Regions from separate parts of the Sus scrofa genome. Here region 2 is linked to region 1. The links are chromatin contacts, called in public Hi-C maps. All regions are on one chromosome and are shown on one strand. The core of a region is the stretch at or near the end of the contact, and the rest is flanking DNA. Distances in the headings are between cores, read along the strand shown. Region 1 overlaps LOC102161092 (a long non-coding RNA gene). Region 2 overlaps COL28A1 (collagen alpha-1(XXVIII) chain).

The links. A called contact is a pair of places that touch in the nucleus more often than the background predicts.
Region 2: a contact with region 1 is called in a Hi-C map of retroperitoneal adipose tissue, with 2.3 times the contacts expected there. The contact joins two enhancer-like sites. A contact is called at or near these places in 1 of 5 promoter capture datasets (liver), 26 of 47 Hi-C or Micro-C datasets (alveolar macrophages, blood, brain and 14 more) and 2 of 2 datasets of contacts at active chromatin or transcription factors (alveolar macrophages and skeletal muscle).

What each region holds. Positions count from the first base shown.
Region 1 is chr9:77,435,128-77,442,673 of Sscrofa11.1, forward strand. The region is part of intron 3 of LOC102161092 (a long non-coding RNA gene); the gene reads right to left. Among named protein-coding and RNA genes, the nearest start is that of C1GALT1, 70 kb to the right of the region's middle. Within about 2 kb of position 3,719, at least 2 of the 83 cell types and tissues checked have an H3K27ac peak or open chromatin away from gene starts, as enhancers often do. A contact at or near this core is called in retroperitoneal adipose tissue, where this site is marked.
Region 2 is chr9:77,749,332-77,756,877 of Sscrofa11.1, forward strand. It overlaps COL28A1 (collagen alpha-1(XXVIII) chain), which reads right to left. Exons shown (of 35, transcript XM_021063396.1): 20 at 6,789-6,857; 21 at 4,065-4,136. The region is part of intron 2 of LOC110255476 (a long non-coding RNA gene); the gene reads left to right. Among named protein-coding and RNA genes, the nearest start is that of COL28A1, 89 kb to the right of the region's middle. Within about 2 kb of position 4,335, at least 1 of the 83 cell types and tissues checked has an H3K27ac peak or open chromatin away from gene starts, as enhancers often do. A contact at or near this core is called in retroperitoneal adipose tissue, where this site is marked.

The sequences.
Region 1 (7,546 bases), core at 2,469-4,968:
ATTTTTGAAAGTGGTATTTAGTGCATGGATGGGATGGAAGATACCAAGTCACAGTGAGGATGTGGAGCAAGCAGGTAAAACTCTTGTGCATCAGTGGTGGGTGAATAAACAGACACAGTCATATGGAAAATCAAGTGGTTTGTCACTAAGTGCATATGCATAGCCTATGGCCCAACAATCTACACCTATGTACATGGGCAATAAGATGCACACACTTTCACCAAAAGAGGTATATGAGAATGTTCAAAGTAGCATATGACCCATCAACAGTAGATGCATGAGGGAATTCCTGTCGTGGCTCAGTGGTAATGAATCCGACTAGTATCTATGAGGATTCTCGTTCAATCCCTGGCCTCGCTCAGTGGGTTAAGGATCCAGTGTTGCCTTGAGCTGTGGTATAGGTTGCAGACCCGTCTCAGATCCCACCTGGCTGTTTCTGTGGTGCAGGCTGGCAGCTATGGTTCTGATTCGACCCCTAGCCTGGGAACTTCCATATCTGTAAGTGCAGCCTAAAAATTGGAAGAGAAAGAAAAAAAAAGTAGATGCCTGACTAAATTGCAGTATATTCACACAATTTAATCATATAGCCACAAGCTACAAGGATGTATCATCCACAGATACATATAGTAACATGGATGAACTTCACAAACATAATATTAGGGGAAAGAAGCTAGATATGAAAGAGTACATGCATTATGATCTTGATTTTTATGAAGTTCAGAATTCATCTATACCTGGAAGCATGGAACACAGTCACCCTTGGGTGGGTGTGGTGATGGGAGAAAGGGTTTCTGGGGTGCTGGTGACATTCTGATTCTTGGTGTCACAAATGTGTTCAGTTTATGAAACTTCATCAACCTGTACACTTATTCTGAAGAAATATATGTATTTCAATTAAAATTTAAAAAAATTAAACGCTAGACAAGTATAGATAAAAGTCACTTCCACCTGGAATGACAATGCAACCAGATGAAGGAAATCACACTTCAATTAGACCCTCAAGGAGTTCTTATGTGGCACCGTGGGCTATGGATCCAGCATTGTCACTGCAGTGGCTTAGGTCACTGCTGTGGTGCAGGTTCGATCCCTGCCTGACCCAAGAAATTCCATATGCTATAGGTCTAAAAAAAAAATTAGATCCTTAAGCATAGGCAAGCCTTCCCAGGTAGAGAGGGAGAATGGGCATTCTTTTAAAAAGGAATCCTTTAAGCAAAAGCATGGAGGTTGGACATGAGGCAGGAGATAGGTAGGTCCCCGGCTAAGCAAACGGAATCTGACCCCTATGAACAAATACTCAGGATAAAGATTATGGCAGGAACAAGGACAAACTGTTTCCTGCTTGGATAAAAGATAAAGAGATCACATATTTCCCATTCTTGAGGCAAGGAATCTCCTGAACTACACATGTGCAGAAAGGTTCCTTAGCGGTCAGCGAAGGGCGGGGCGCCAGACCATAATACCTCCTGTCAACTTCCCAGACACTCTTGCACTAGCATGCGTCTTGGATAAAAGAGCAGGACACAGAGGGGAGGGCCCTGGGTCAGGCCAAATTTCGGCCTCAAGGCCAGACAAAGTGAGACGATTGGCCAGAGGAAGCCCAGAAGGACTGTCCCCATAAAAGTGATTTAAACCACCTCCAAAGCACGGGTAAAGCATTCCAAAGCATTCTCTCTCTCTAGCTCGTTGTTTGTGTCTTTCTCTGCACCACTGCCCCCCAACCCCACCCCAGCCAGGCCTGTGCTTTCTCCACACCTCTCTCTTAATAAACACTTGGAGTTCCTGTCGTGACTCAGCAAAACAAATCTGACTAGTATCCAGGTTTGATCCTTGGCCTCTCTCAGTGGGTTAAGGATCTGGCATTGCCATGAGCTGTGGTGTAGGTTGCAGATGAGGCTCGGATCTGGTGTTGCTGTGGCTGTGGTGTAGGCCAGAGGCTACAGCTCTGATCCGACCCCTAGCCTGGGAACCTTCATATGCCATGAGTGTGGCCCTAAAAAGCAATAAATAAATAAATAAACACTTGATTTGCCTCACTATGCTGTTTTGTTCCCGAATTTTTTTTCTCCAAAGGGATGAGGACTGGGGACCTACATCAAGTTGCTGGTCCTTGTGGTCTAGTGGTTGGGGTTCAGTGCTCTCAGCACACAGCCACCCGAGAACAGAGTAAGGAACATTTGCAAAATGCCGAAATTGGCAGACAAATAAGGTTGGGGTAAGAAGGAATCAAGATCTTAAGCAGCAGACCCTGCTGCTTTCTTATAACAACCCATTTCATAAGCATTAATTGACTCTTTAAAGGACTTAAATACTGTAGGATTTTTCAAGACTTGTCCTAAAGGTAAATTCTTCACGAGGAATTCGACAGGTTCAAGTCATACAGGCTGTGTAGTCTCGTGTGTGCGAAAGAAATGACTCTGTTTAGGCTCCCTTGCAGAATGTCTCTTGGAACCCCAATGCCTGCCTGTGGTTTTTCTTTCTACTTTTTTTTTTTTTTTTTTGGCTACACCCACAGCCTATGGAAGTGTCTGGGCCAGGTATCAAATCCAAGCTGCAGCAGCAACCTATGGCACAGCTGCAGCAACACCGGATCCTTAACCCACTAAGCTGGGCTGGGAATCGAACACCTACCTCCTCAGGGCTCCAAGCTGCTGCAGTATGATCCTTAACCCACTGTACCACAGTGGAAACTCCAGTGTTGTCCTTTTATTTTTTTTCTTTATGCTGCTTTATGCTTCTATCCTTTGCCTTTAAATAAAGAAGCAGGGGGGAAAAAATCTCAAAAAAATAGACTGAGGGAATCTAAAGAATTGGGCAACATAGTGAGATATATATTTATCTTTAAGTGAGAAGCAAAATGATCTACATTTTGGGAAGATCAATGTGTGGGATACAGTGGAGGAAGGAGTAACCACAGATTGTGGGGTAGCATGCAAGTATACAGGACCCCCTGTTATCTGCCCTCTGTCCTCCCATCGCTTCAGCCTAGGCCTTCACGTAGCCCCGCCCAGCTATATGCCAGTCGGCCAATCACTTGCATTTCCTCATCCAAACCAAGTCCTATGCGCGTGGGGCTCCTTCTCCTGGAAGAGCCATTTTCTGCTCCCTCACTAGGCTTACACTGGCAAAAAGCCATCTCTCCTCCCATCAGTTCTCCCAGAAGCTTTGCCATGAAAGAAATCAAAGTCTGCAAGTATAAAACTTGTCTCCAGGATCAAAGAATGTGTGTATAAACTAAATAAGGAACAAAGACGCAAAGTTTCTACTGTCAAATAATGTATAAACTTGGAAGAAGAAGAAAAAAACTTCTTGTCTTTTAACATATTAATTTACAAGCAACAAGGTTTCATTTCTGGGTCTCCTTACTGTCAGTTGTTTATCTGGGGTCTTGAAAACCACTGAAACTTGGAGTAACGTCCATAATACATAACCACTAGGGATTACCCCAGAAGACAACCACAGCCCAATTTTGTTTTGGTACACAATGTGCTGTCTCTCCCCCTCAATGCACTACCAACCAAAAAGATGCTTCCTGGCTATTGGCAAGAAATTAGAGATTGGATATTACATCATTGGATTTATTTTTATAGGCCCAAATTGAGAAATGTTTGAGAAAATGAATAAGGACTAAAGAGGATCATCTGGGCCTTTCCCAAGGTTCAAAAGCAAACAGGAAAACAAGTAATTCACATCCTTTATACATCTTAAGTAAAACACATCATTAAACTTTAAGTGTAGTCATCCACAAGTGCAAATATTGGCCAAGGGGACACATCTGCCAGGCAGTGGCTAATGAAAAGCACAAATATTTGTCAAGGGGTTTCAGTGCCAGGACCCAACCCTGGTGAAGACGAGAAGCCAGCTGATGCCTCTGGGGGCAGGTGGGGCATCAGTGAGCTGAGATGATTGATAAACCCAGGCTTTCTGAGGGAAGAGGCAGGAAGAGAACTTTCATCGGGAAACCCATAGGACAAAGGTCTTCACTGGAATATCCGTATTTTAAAAGTATAAAAATACTGATGCTCAGCCCCTATCCTCAGACTTAATTGGTCTAAGGAAGGTCCCCGTGTGGAGTCTTTCCAGGTTATTCTAAGTTTAAGAACCACTGAAAGAGCAGGCAGGCAGGGGAGTTAAACCTGCGGAATGAGTTCAGCATTGCAATAATTCCCTGATGAGAACTCATTCTCATCCCAACCCACCCCTCCCCAGCCTACCCACCCTCGCCCTACAACCACCAGCTCAGTTTTGATGTCTCCCAAGTCCGGCCCCTAGAAGACAGAAGATGCATCTTTGCCCTCTTCCACCCCAACCCTCATGCCAACCCTCACCCCAGCACAGCTGCCTGAATCAATCAATCATCAGGTTCTGTCTATTCCATCTATTCTCAAATCTGCCTTCTACTTCCATCTCCAGAGTTGCTGCCTTATTTTGGGCATCTGTTTGCTCAACAAATAATAATTACTAAGTTTCCACTACTCTTCCAGCACAGGGTATGTACACTGCATTGGTGAATAAAACAGACACAGTGTTTGCCCTGTGGGGCTTACAGTCTACTTGGGGAGCAAGGCTATAATAGGTAAGTGATCCAATAAGTTTAAGAATAAAAATGTAAGGAGTTCCCTCCAGAGAAAATCATGACTCACAAAGACACATGTACTCTGATGTTCATTGCAGCACTATTTGCAATAGCCAAGACATGGAAACAACCCAAATGTCCATTGACAGAGGAGTGGATCTAGAAGATGTGGTACATATACACAATGGAATATTACTCAGCCATTAAAAGGAATGAAATAGTGGCATTTTTAGCAACATGGATGGACCTAGAAATTATCATGCTAAGTGAAGTCAGTCATACAATGAGACACCAACATCAAATGCTTTTACTGACATGTGGAATCTGAAAAAAAGGACAGACTGAACTTTGCAGAACAGATGCTGACTCACAGACATTGAAAAACTTATGGTCTCTGGAGGAGACAGTTTGGGGGGTGGGAGGATGTGCTTGGGTTGTGGGATGGAAATCCTGTGAAATCAAATTGTTATGGTGATTATACAACCACAGATGTGATAAATTCATTTGAGTAATAAAAAAAATAACATTTTAGAAAAAAATAAAATAAAAAAATAAAAATGTAATAAATTTGACTAGTATCCATGAGGACGCAGGTTCAATCCCTGGCCTTGCTCAGTGGTTTAAGCATCCCGTGTTGCTGTGGCTGTGGCATAGGCCAGCAGCTCCAGATCCAATTCAACCCCTAGCCTGGGAACAGCAGGGGAGGTAGAGGAAATGGTGTTAGATGAGGACGGCAGGAAGGTCACATACATTCTTCTATACTCACATTATAATGACCTTAGCAACATTCCTTTCCAATCCATTACCAGAGTGAATCTTGTAAAAGCCCAGGCACCTTAGGAGAGTTCGTAGCTTCTTCAGGACCCACTCCCACCCACCATGCCAGGATCACACATGGCCCCCCGCCCCCCAGGCTCTAACCCCCACCCCAGGCCACTAGCAGCTGCAGGATCACCAGATCTTTTCACCAAGTATGCCATCCCCCTGCCACGAATGCCTTTTCCATGTCCTCCATGTTCCTACTTGTCCCTGCTTGTCTTATGTCACCTCCTATAAGAAACCTCATCAGGAGTTCCAGTCATGGCCCAGCAGAAACGAATCTGACTAGCATCCATGAGGACACTGGTTCAATCCCTGGCCTCGTTCAGTGGGTTAAGGATCTGGCGTTGCCATGAGCTGTGGTGTAGGTTGCAGATGCAGCTCAGATATGGCATTGCTGCGGGACAAAAACAAAAGCAAAAACACCCAAGAAGCCTCATGGGACCCTCCCTGGTTTGAGGGGGTGAGGCTTCCATTTTTCTGGAGTTCCAGGGCACTCCAGTGCCCTTCACTCTGCCATGTGACTAAAGTTTTCCTGGTCTGCTCCTTCTCTGACTTGGAGATCTTCCTGTATCTTATTCCTCTGTTTCCTGTGCCTGGCACATGCTTGGCACTTTAAGACACAGAACATTCGAATGTACACCTGGAAGGTCTTTTAACCTGCTTTTGGCCTCTTAACTGGTCCTGCTGGGTCTTAAAGAGATGACCAGCTCTCTTGATTTGCTCATAAACACTAAAGCCAGGAGTTGAAGACATCTTCTATCTTCAAAGTCCATGTTTTTCCTGCATAACATTGTCACAATTTTCTCTACACTCTTTTTAAAATCATTGACACCACTAAAATCACATATCTAACAAACAGATTTAGAAATTTGACAATTAGACAATTTAGAAAAATACAGATAAACAAAAAGAAAACATACTCAATTCCCATTTCCAACCACAATTGTTAACACCGCCCCTTGTATCCTTCCTGACATTTTCCCACACAAAGTCGTAATACAAACACTCCAGGTGTGACTAGGCATAAAGGTATGGATGCTCAGGCGCTGTTCTCTGCTTCACAGTTCCAGGGCCATGATTGCCCAATTTCACACAAAAGAGACTACTTATTTGCTGCCCAGAGATCAAAACTGTGGTTCGACAGTTTTTTTACACTTCACCAGCTGCTTAGAACAGAACACGTTACTTCGTTTTAGACTAGGAATTCTTTTTTTTTTTTTTTTTTGTCTTTTTGCCTCTTTTTGTCTGTTGTTGTTGTTGCTATTTCTTGGGCCGCTCCCGCGGCATATGGAGGTTCCCAGGCTAGGGGTTGAATCGGAGCTGTAGCCACCGGCCTACGCCAGAGCCACAGCAACGCAGGATCCGAGCCGCGTCTGCGACCTACACCACAGCTCACGGCAACGCCGGATCGTTAACCCACTGAGCAAGGGCAGGGACCGAACCGGCAACCTCATGGTTCCTAGTCGGATTCGTTAACCACTGCGCCACGACGGGAACTCCTAGACTAGGAATTCTGTACCTCTATTATAAGCTCAGTATTTTCAAGCTCTCTGTGAATTAGTCCTATCCACCACAGGCTTTTTCTGTTCGGTTTCTATCTGGAGTCCCCAGTCCTGCTGCTCTAATGTGTGCTGAGTGCTCTGTAGGCTGCTGCCAGCGATCATCCTGGGACTTTACTACCCTGCTTCCTATGCACTACCCTCACCCTACCCCACCTTCATCTTTCTTTCTCTTTTTGTAAAATGCTTTTTAGGACTGCAAATGCAGCATATGGAAGTTCCCAGGCAAGGGGTCTAATCAGAACTGCAGCTGCCGAGCTACACCACAGTCACAGCAACTTGGGATCCATGCTGCATCTGCGACCTACACTTCAGCTCGTGGCAATGCTGGATCTTTAACCCACTGAGGGAGGCCAGGGATAGAACCCACATTCTCAAGGAAACTAGCTCGGTTCATTTCCACTGAACCACAAGAGGAACTCCTCAAGTAACTTTTTAAGAAAAGATGTGTTGGAGAAAAAAATTTCTATTCTCTAAACATTTGAAAATGCCCTTTTCCCCCTTCAAATTCAATTGATATTTTAACTAAACATAGCAATTTGGATTTAAAATGCCCCAGGCAACTTTGAAAGCCTTTCTCCATATTTTTCTT
Region 2 (7,546 bases), core at 3,085-5,584, 310 kb after region 1:
AGGCTGAGAAGTGATGGAGCATTTTAAAAGTATTGTGACACATTAAGTCATAATATTCACAGACCAATGCAAAAATATTTTAAGCATCTTTGTTAAATCACCCCTAAAGTTACTGATCACTAAGAGTTCAGAGCCTTTAATAAGTGCATTTAGTTAATTTCTGAGTAATGGGGAATTTTTCTCTCCTGTGCATCATTTTACTAGCAAATAATAAGTATTCAGTTTGTGGTGATTCATTCTCATGTTGTGTGCCAGGAAGCTCAGAGGTAACTATTTGTTCACTTATAACAATTATAAATTTGGGGTACACTTGGTAAATAAATCATGTTCCTTCTAGTTTATACCTTTTTCCTCTGTTACTTTACTTTCTGGCCCACAGTACAGCAGTCTTTCATTTTATGCTCTTTCACATCCCTCTTTAGAAGTCAAGACTTTACGTTTTTTTTTTTAAATTTTGGACAGAAAAAATTAAAACGTATCTCAGTTTTGTTTTATTGTCTCAATAGGAGTCTCAATAAAGACTCAGTCTGAACAGCAGACAATATATCTACCTCTTGCTTCTAGACCAATGATTCTCAAATTTAGGCAGCAGATACATCATCAGAAAAACCTGATGAAACACGGGGGTCCAGGGTTTCAGCCCAAAAGATTTTTTTTTTCAGGGCCGCATATGGAAGTTCCCAGGCTAAGGGTCCAGTTGGAGCTACAGCTGTCGGCCTATGACACAGCAATGCAGGATCTTAGCTACATCTGAAACCAACACCACAGCTCTTGGCAATGCCGGATCCTGAACCCACTGAGTGGAGCCAGCGATCAAACCCACATCCTCATGGATACTAGTCAGGTTCATTTCCACTGAGCCACAACAGGAACTCCCAGCCTGAGAGATTTTATATCAATAGCTCTAGGGGCTGGACCCAGGAATATGAATTTTTATGAGGTAGCTTAGGTGATTCTGATGAAGGTACCATTATTTCACTTAAAAACACCACACAAAACAGCTGTCTTTAAAAGAGAGTGTACACTCCACACAGGGTGTTCAAACTAACCAATTTGGGATCTGAGAAGAATATATTAGGGCTTCATTGGATGCTTTTATCTCATCTTTTAAATTTTAATTATTTATGTAAATCTCATGACACATGATAGTTTTTGTTTGTTTGTTTGTTTTGTCTTTTTAGGGCCACACCCATGGCATATGGAGGTTCCCAGGCTATGGGTGGAATCAGAGATACAGCTGCTGGCCAACACCATAGATAGCCACAGCAATTTGGGATCTGAGCCACATCTGCAACCTATATCATAGCTCACAGCAATGCCAGATCCTTAACCCACTGAGCGAGGCCAGGGATTGAACCTGCATCCTCATGGATACTAGTCAGATTCACTTCCACTGAGCCACGATGGGAACTCTCATATAATAGTTTATGAATAAAAACTACAATTGAAAAATAAACAAACCTCTATTGGAGTGTGGCCAAATTTTGTTTACTAGCAGGGATGTGTAATCTAGCAGTTTGGAAAAGACTGATCTAGAGTAAGTGCTGCAAGCTGGGACTTGTGGGCCAAATCCTGCCTGCCACCTGGTTTTGCACCCCCAAGGCTAAAAACTGGTTTTCACATTTTTAAACAATTGTTACATGGGCACCTACATAATATCCTTAGTTTTGCTTCTTGACCCACACAGCCTAAAATATCTGCCGCCTGCACTTTCACCAAAAATTTTGCCTCCTCCTGCCTTAGAGAATGAACTATTTGGTTCTCCTGCCTCCTCCAAGAGGAACTCTATCCATCACATTCACTGGTAATCACACCTGCCCTGAGCCATGCCCATCTTCACAGCCAGGCCTCCCGCTGTGCTGATTACCCAATCCAAGCATACCAGCATAGGGGGCCAGTGATCCAAGTGCTAGCTCTTAATTCTAATCCTGTGAGGCAATGGCTCCAGACATGGTCAGGATTTGGGCCACAGATAACCACCCTATTCAATCCCATGGCAAAGAAAAAAACACTAACCTGGTAAAATTTTCACAAAAAAAAAAAACGGTTAGGCAAAATTATGCTTCTAGATTGAATCTATTCTACTCTTTTAAAAAGAGACCAATTACTTTTAGATACAAATTCATGTATATAGAACATATGCAGTTCTTTTAAAGACCTTTATTGAGGTGTGATTCTGTTTTAAAATAGGGCAATTCTTTTTTTTTTCTTGAAGTATAGTTGATTTACAACATTGTGTTAATTTCTGCTCTACAGCAAAGGGATTCAGTTGTATGAATATACATACAGACTTTTTTTTTTTCCTTTTTATGGCTGGACCTTTGGCATATGGAAATTCCCAGGCTAGGGGTCAAATCAGAGCTTCAGCTTAGGGCCATGCCACAGTCACAGCAATGCCGGATCCTTAACCCACTGAGCAAGGCCAGGAATCAAACCCACATCTTCATGGAGGCTACACGGGGTCCTTTACCTGCTGGGCCACAATAGGAATTCCTATACACTCTTTTTTTAATATTCTTTCCCATTATAGTTTATCATAGGAAAACATGGCAATTCTTCATCAACAAAAGCTTTTTTCAAAATACGGAAAAATATTCACGTTAAGACTAACTAAGACGTAAAGAGTAATCACTGTTCCAATACAACACATTTCCTATATGACGGCTTTTCTCATCATTTGCCTCTTGAACCATCTGCAACAGAAGGCACTTATTTAAGAAAAGCCGATTCTTGGGACCCACCCACGTCCCAAATTCAGATCTCTCGGCATAGTGCCAAGATACAGGGGTTTGTATCAAGCTCCCAGGCAGTACTGATGGACAGTGAAGTTGAAGAATCATTGGTCTACAGGGCATTCTTTGTTTTGTGTCTGCTCCTGTCTAGCTGGCACATTTTTTTTTTAGAGGTACTTTAATAGTCTGGTCCTTGAATACACTCCTTCATACAATTAGCATGTTTCTAGAGGACTGAACTCTCTCAGGTTTGCCATTTCTGTTTCCTGACACATCTGGACGACCTCGATATTCTCTCCTGCTTGAGTCAGGACACCTAATTGCTTGCTTCACAATATCCTTACTTCTTCCTCAGCATCCCATCTTGGACAGTTTATCAGGACACCTACGCCCCACCTTCCATTTCACAGTATTGATTTTTTCCTTTCTGAATGACTCCATGAGTTGAACACTTACTATGTGCCAGGAGCTGTGCTAAGTGCTTTACTCACTTTTAGTCTTCACAACGACGCTGAGAAATAGATACTATTACTCTTTTTTTTCCCCTACGATTGAAGTGATGGGTGCCCCAAGGTTCCTAGGATGGTGCAGAGTGGGAGTCCACTCCCCACCTTGTGAAGCCCTGCTCTTCATCCTCACTGAACCACCTCTCCATCTGCAACGTTTCTGTTCTTGTTCAGCCAAACAAGCTGATGGAGAATTGCTGTCTCCTATGGTCCTAACTTCATCTCAACTTCTGAATATCTGGTTGTTACTAGAGAGGACCGACACACAGATGCTCTCCTAGAAGCATAAGTGTTCCCACTGTGGCTCGGCAGGTTAAGACCTGACATAGTGTCTGTGAGGATGTGGGTTCAATCCCTGGCCTCACTCAGTGGGTTAAGGATCTGGTGTTGCTGTGAGCTGTGGTGTAGGTCACAGATGTGGCTCAGATCTTGTGTTACTGTGGCATACACACTGCAGCCCTGATTCAACCTCTAGCCCAGGAACCTCCATATGCCTCAGGTGTGGCCCTAAAAAGACAAAAAAAAAAAAAAAAAAAAAGGAAAGAAAGAAAAGAAAAAGAAGCATAAACATTCCAATGAAGATCTCATGTTCTATGCAGTCTCTTTATTTGATACTATTATGGTCTGGAACAGTATGTTTTCTAAAGCCTTTTTCATTTGGGGACTTTTTTTTTAATTTATTAAGAAGGAAACAGCGAATATAAACCAGCTATGATGGAAAAAATAAAAATCATTTAAAAAAGAAACAGCAGAAATCTAATATTCCATTAAAACCATATATAATTACCATCTTCCCAAAACATAAACGAGAATATAAGAAACATACCTTCGGTCCTTCTGGCCCAGGAAATCCCCTCTGTCCTTGATTTCCTTTGCTCCCTTTCTTTCCTTCATCCCCCTAACAAAAACAATTATAAAAACAATTGTTATATTAATAGTCTTTCCAACGTCTTAACCTTATCCTGGCCAGATCCTCAGTAAATACCAACTGTAAAGTGATGTTCCCCAGGACCAGCACAGCTGTACAGGGTTTGTCGATGTTCTTGAGCAGATCAGATGAATTCAGAACTGTTCAGTGCTTCCCGTTTATTCAGTAGGATTTAATATTTTCTAGACTCAATGTTCACTATCTTTCTGTGGGGATTTTGAACTTACAATTCTTTTGCCTTCTCACTCTATTAACAGATGGTTCTGAGACAGTCACAGTTTCAGAAGAGAGCCATCTATGCTTTTTCCTGCTGTTTTTCAGCTTTCGGGCTATTTCAGTTTTAAAATGTAAAATGAGACATTTTTCAAATCCAGCTCCATTTCTTTCTCAGAGGAGAGGCTAGTCCTTTCTCTGTAAGGAAGCCAATAATTCACTTGGCAGCAAGATGAGTGAGCATCAACCCAGGGCAGAGCTAGAAACTGCCTGGTATTCTCCAACAGGCTTGTCTACACCTGTGGTCTCCGCAGGGAACTGCATTACCTTCAACCAGAAGCCTCAGGGCATTCCCAAACTCTCCTTCTTCTAAGGCTTATCAGCAAGGCACTATACCTAAGTGTGTGCCCACCTCACCAAAAGAACTCCTTGGGCTTTGTAGCCAAGGCCATTCTGTACTTATAACAGAAATGATGGTACCACACTTTTCACACCTGTGCATGCATCTGAGTCACCTAGGGATGGCTGGGCCCCACACTCAGTGTTCCTGATTTAGTAGTTCTGCATGGCAGTCCAATAATTTACTTTTCTGATGCACTCCCTGGTGATGCTGGTGCTGCTGTTCCTGGGACCACACTTTCAGAACCACTGGACTCTACCAAAGTCATCAGAAACCAGACACTTTTCTAAGAAGAAGAGGTAACTATAGAGTCCACAGATATATGATTAACTCCCTAACACACATACTGATGGAGAGTAGTGACAGAAAATTTTAAAAACTTGTTAAATGTCCCAAAATCACTTATTTTATCATTATCATTTGCCAATAGAGATGAAATCTATCCACAACTATTTATTTCCTCCCACTCACTACCAAACTTAATTTATTGATCTAAAGCCAACAGCAGGTGTGTCCCTGGCATGGCACAGAGGAAATGAATCCAACTTGGAACAATGAGGTAGGGGGTTTGATCCCTGGCCTTGCTCGGTGGGTTAAGGATCCAGCATTGCCGTGATCTGTGGTGTAGGTTGCAGACTCGGCTTGGATCTGGTGTTGCTATGGCTGTGGCTGTGGTATAGGCCAGCGGCTACAGTTCGAATTAGACCCCTAGCCTGGGAACCTCCACATGCCGTGGGCGTGGCCCTAAAAAGAGAGAAAGACAAAAAAAAAAAAAAAGAAGAAGAAGAAGAAGCCATCAGTAGGAATCCACTAAATAAAGTGCCAACATTGAGACACAGCATGTGTTGGGTATGTGATATGGCCTTCCATAAGCCCCAAATCACCTCAAAGCCCAGCTCTAGTTAACGTCTATTCTCCTTGCCCTGCTGGGATATTTCCCACCACACATTGCTTTCCTCTTGAAAACATTTCTCCTTGGTTTCCCTGACATGGTTCTGTGTATTCATTCTATCTATCTTCATGCTGTTCTGAATGCTCTTTCTCCAACTACTGCAAAACACGGATTCAAAGCTTAGCTCTCTTAGATATCATTTGTTCCCAAGGGTATATGGAAGAAAACATTAGCTCTCCTGAATGTTAGTGGGCAATTACTTCTAGAACTTTTTTTTGGCATGATGTTAAAAGGATATTATCTGTTCACATTTCCACTTCCTCCTGCCCACCCTCCCACCCCAAAAGTAGATCTCATAGTCTGGTTAGTAATTTTAAGTGTTTGAAATTCTACAAGTATATTTACATTTCAAATTCTCACATTTAAGGTTAATGACTCAGTTTTAGACAATGTTCTCAAAAGATATATCTTAAGCTATCAATTGCTATTTTAATAGGATTATAAATAGAACATTAGTAAGTATATAGATTTTATTTTTACTTTACTCATATATAATTCTTCGGAATATTTATATGAGCATTGATGACTGAACATAAGAACTGCTGGAACATCTGACCCCTTAGGTCTTATTGATGAATTTTGATATTCTCATCTTGACATATAAAGATATTACTCAACTATCATTTCTACAATGCGTAAAATAAATTTATGCCGTGTTGTGAAAGTGCCACTTAATAGGTGATATTTTTCATTACTGCATGAGCATGTAGAAATATTTGGAAAAAATTTATGAACTTTCAAGTCTCAAGGATGTATCTCAAGGCTCTTTTTTCCCCTGTGATGTATTTTATAAATGTCAATCTAGCTGTTTATTGAGAAAACATATGTTGAACTCTTCCTATAGGCTGGGCCTATGACAGTTGTTAGGAAAATGAAAAATGAATAATACATGCTTCCTGTCTTACAAAAGCTCAAAAGCTAGTATCCATAATTTTAAGCCAGAAGTAAATACCTTTGACATAGCAAGAAAATGATCAAATTTCTCCTGTCCTTAGTGTCAGGGCCAGCAAACAGGCAGTCTGCTCCCCATTCTCTAACACTGTAGATTATTCCATACCTTGAGACCAGGTTGTCCTTTTCCAGGTGGTCCTTCAGGGCCTCTTGCTCCTGGAAGCCCTGCTTCTCCCTGGAGAAAATGACACTGATGTCTTAGAGGTCCCACTACAGACACCCACCTTGACTCTTCTTACAGCCAGTAGATTCTCTGCTGAGATCCTCCAAAACACAACACAACTTAACTCTAGTCTCGAAATTAATTTGGAAGTTTGCCAACTTGAATAAATTAATATTCAACTACAGTTTCACTCAGAGCAGCTGAAATATCATGAAAAGTCCAAATTCTCAGCCAATTTCCAAAGCAATAAGCTCACTTTCCTTTGGCTCTTCATTCACATTGGGTGGTTTGTTTTTTTAAAAAAAAAAGAAAAGAAAGACTTTCGGCCTCTCCATCTGCTATTTTTCACTACTTATATTGAAAAATGAGTATTTCAAATGTCAACTCAAAATATTTCAGGAAATCTTTCTAATGGCCTTACTTCTTGAATACATTTACAGACTCTCCTTTTGGAGAAAGGAAAAAGGTGTTTTTCTCTAAGCTTAAATGAAAGTGCTTTCTAGGAATCCAAGGGGACTAGGTCAGTGTAGAATAGTTCTCCAAAACACCAGAGAGAAGGCAGATACTTCTCAGCCTTTGAATCGGTACTCTTTCTATCTGAAGTAAATGAAAAAGGAAATTTAGTGTTGCGGGATTTTTTTCTTAAAAAGACTGAGTTTATCTTGAATGGCTTAATTTGAGCTCCTGCACTACCAAGATAT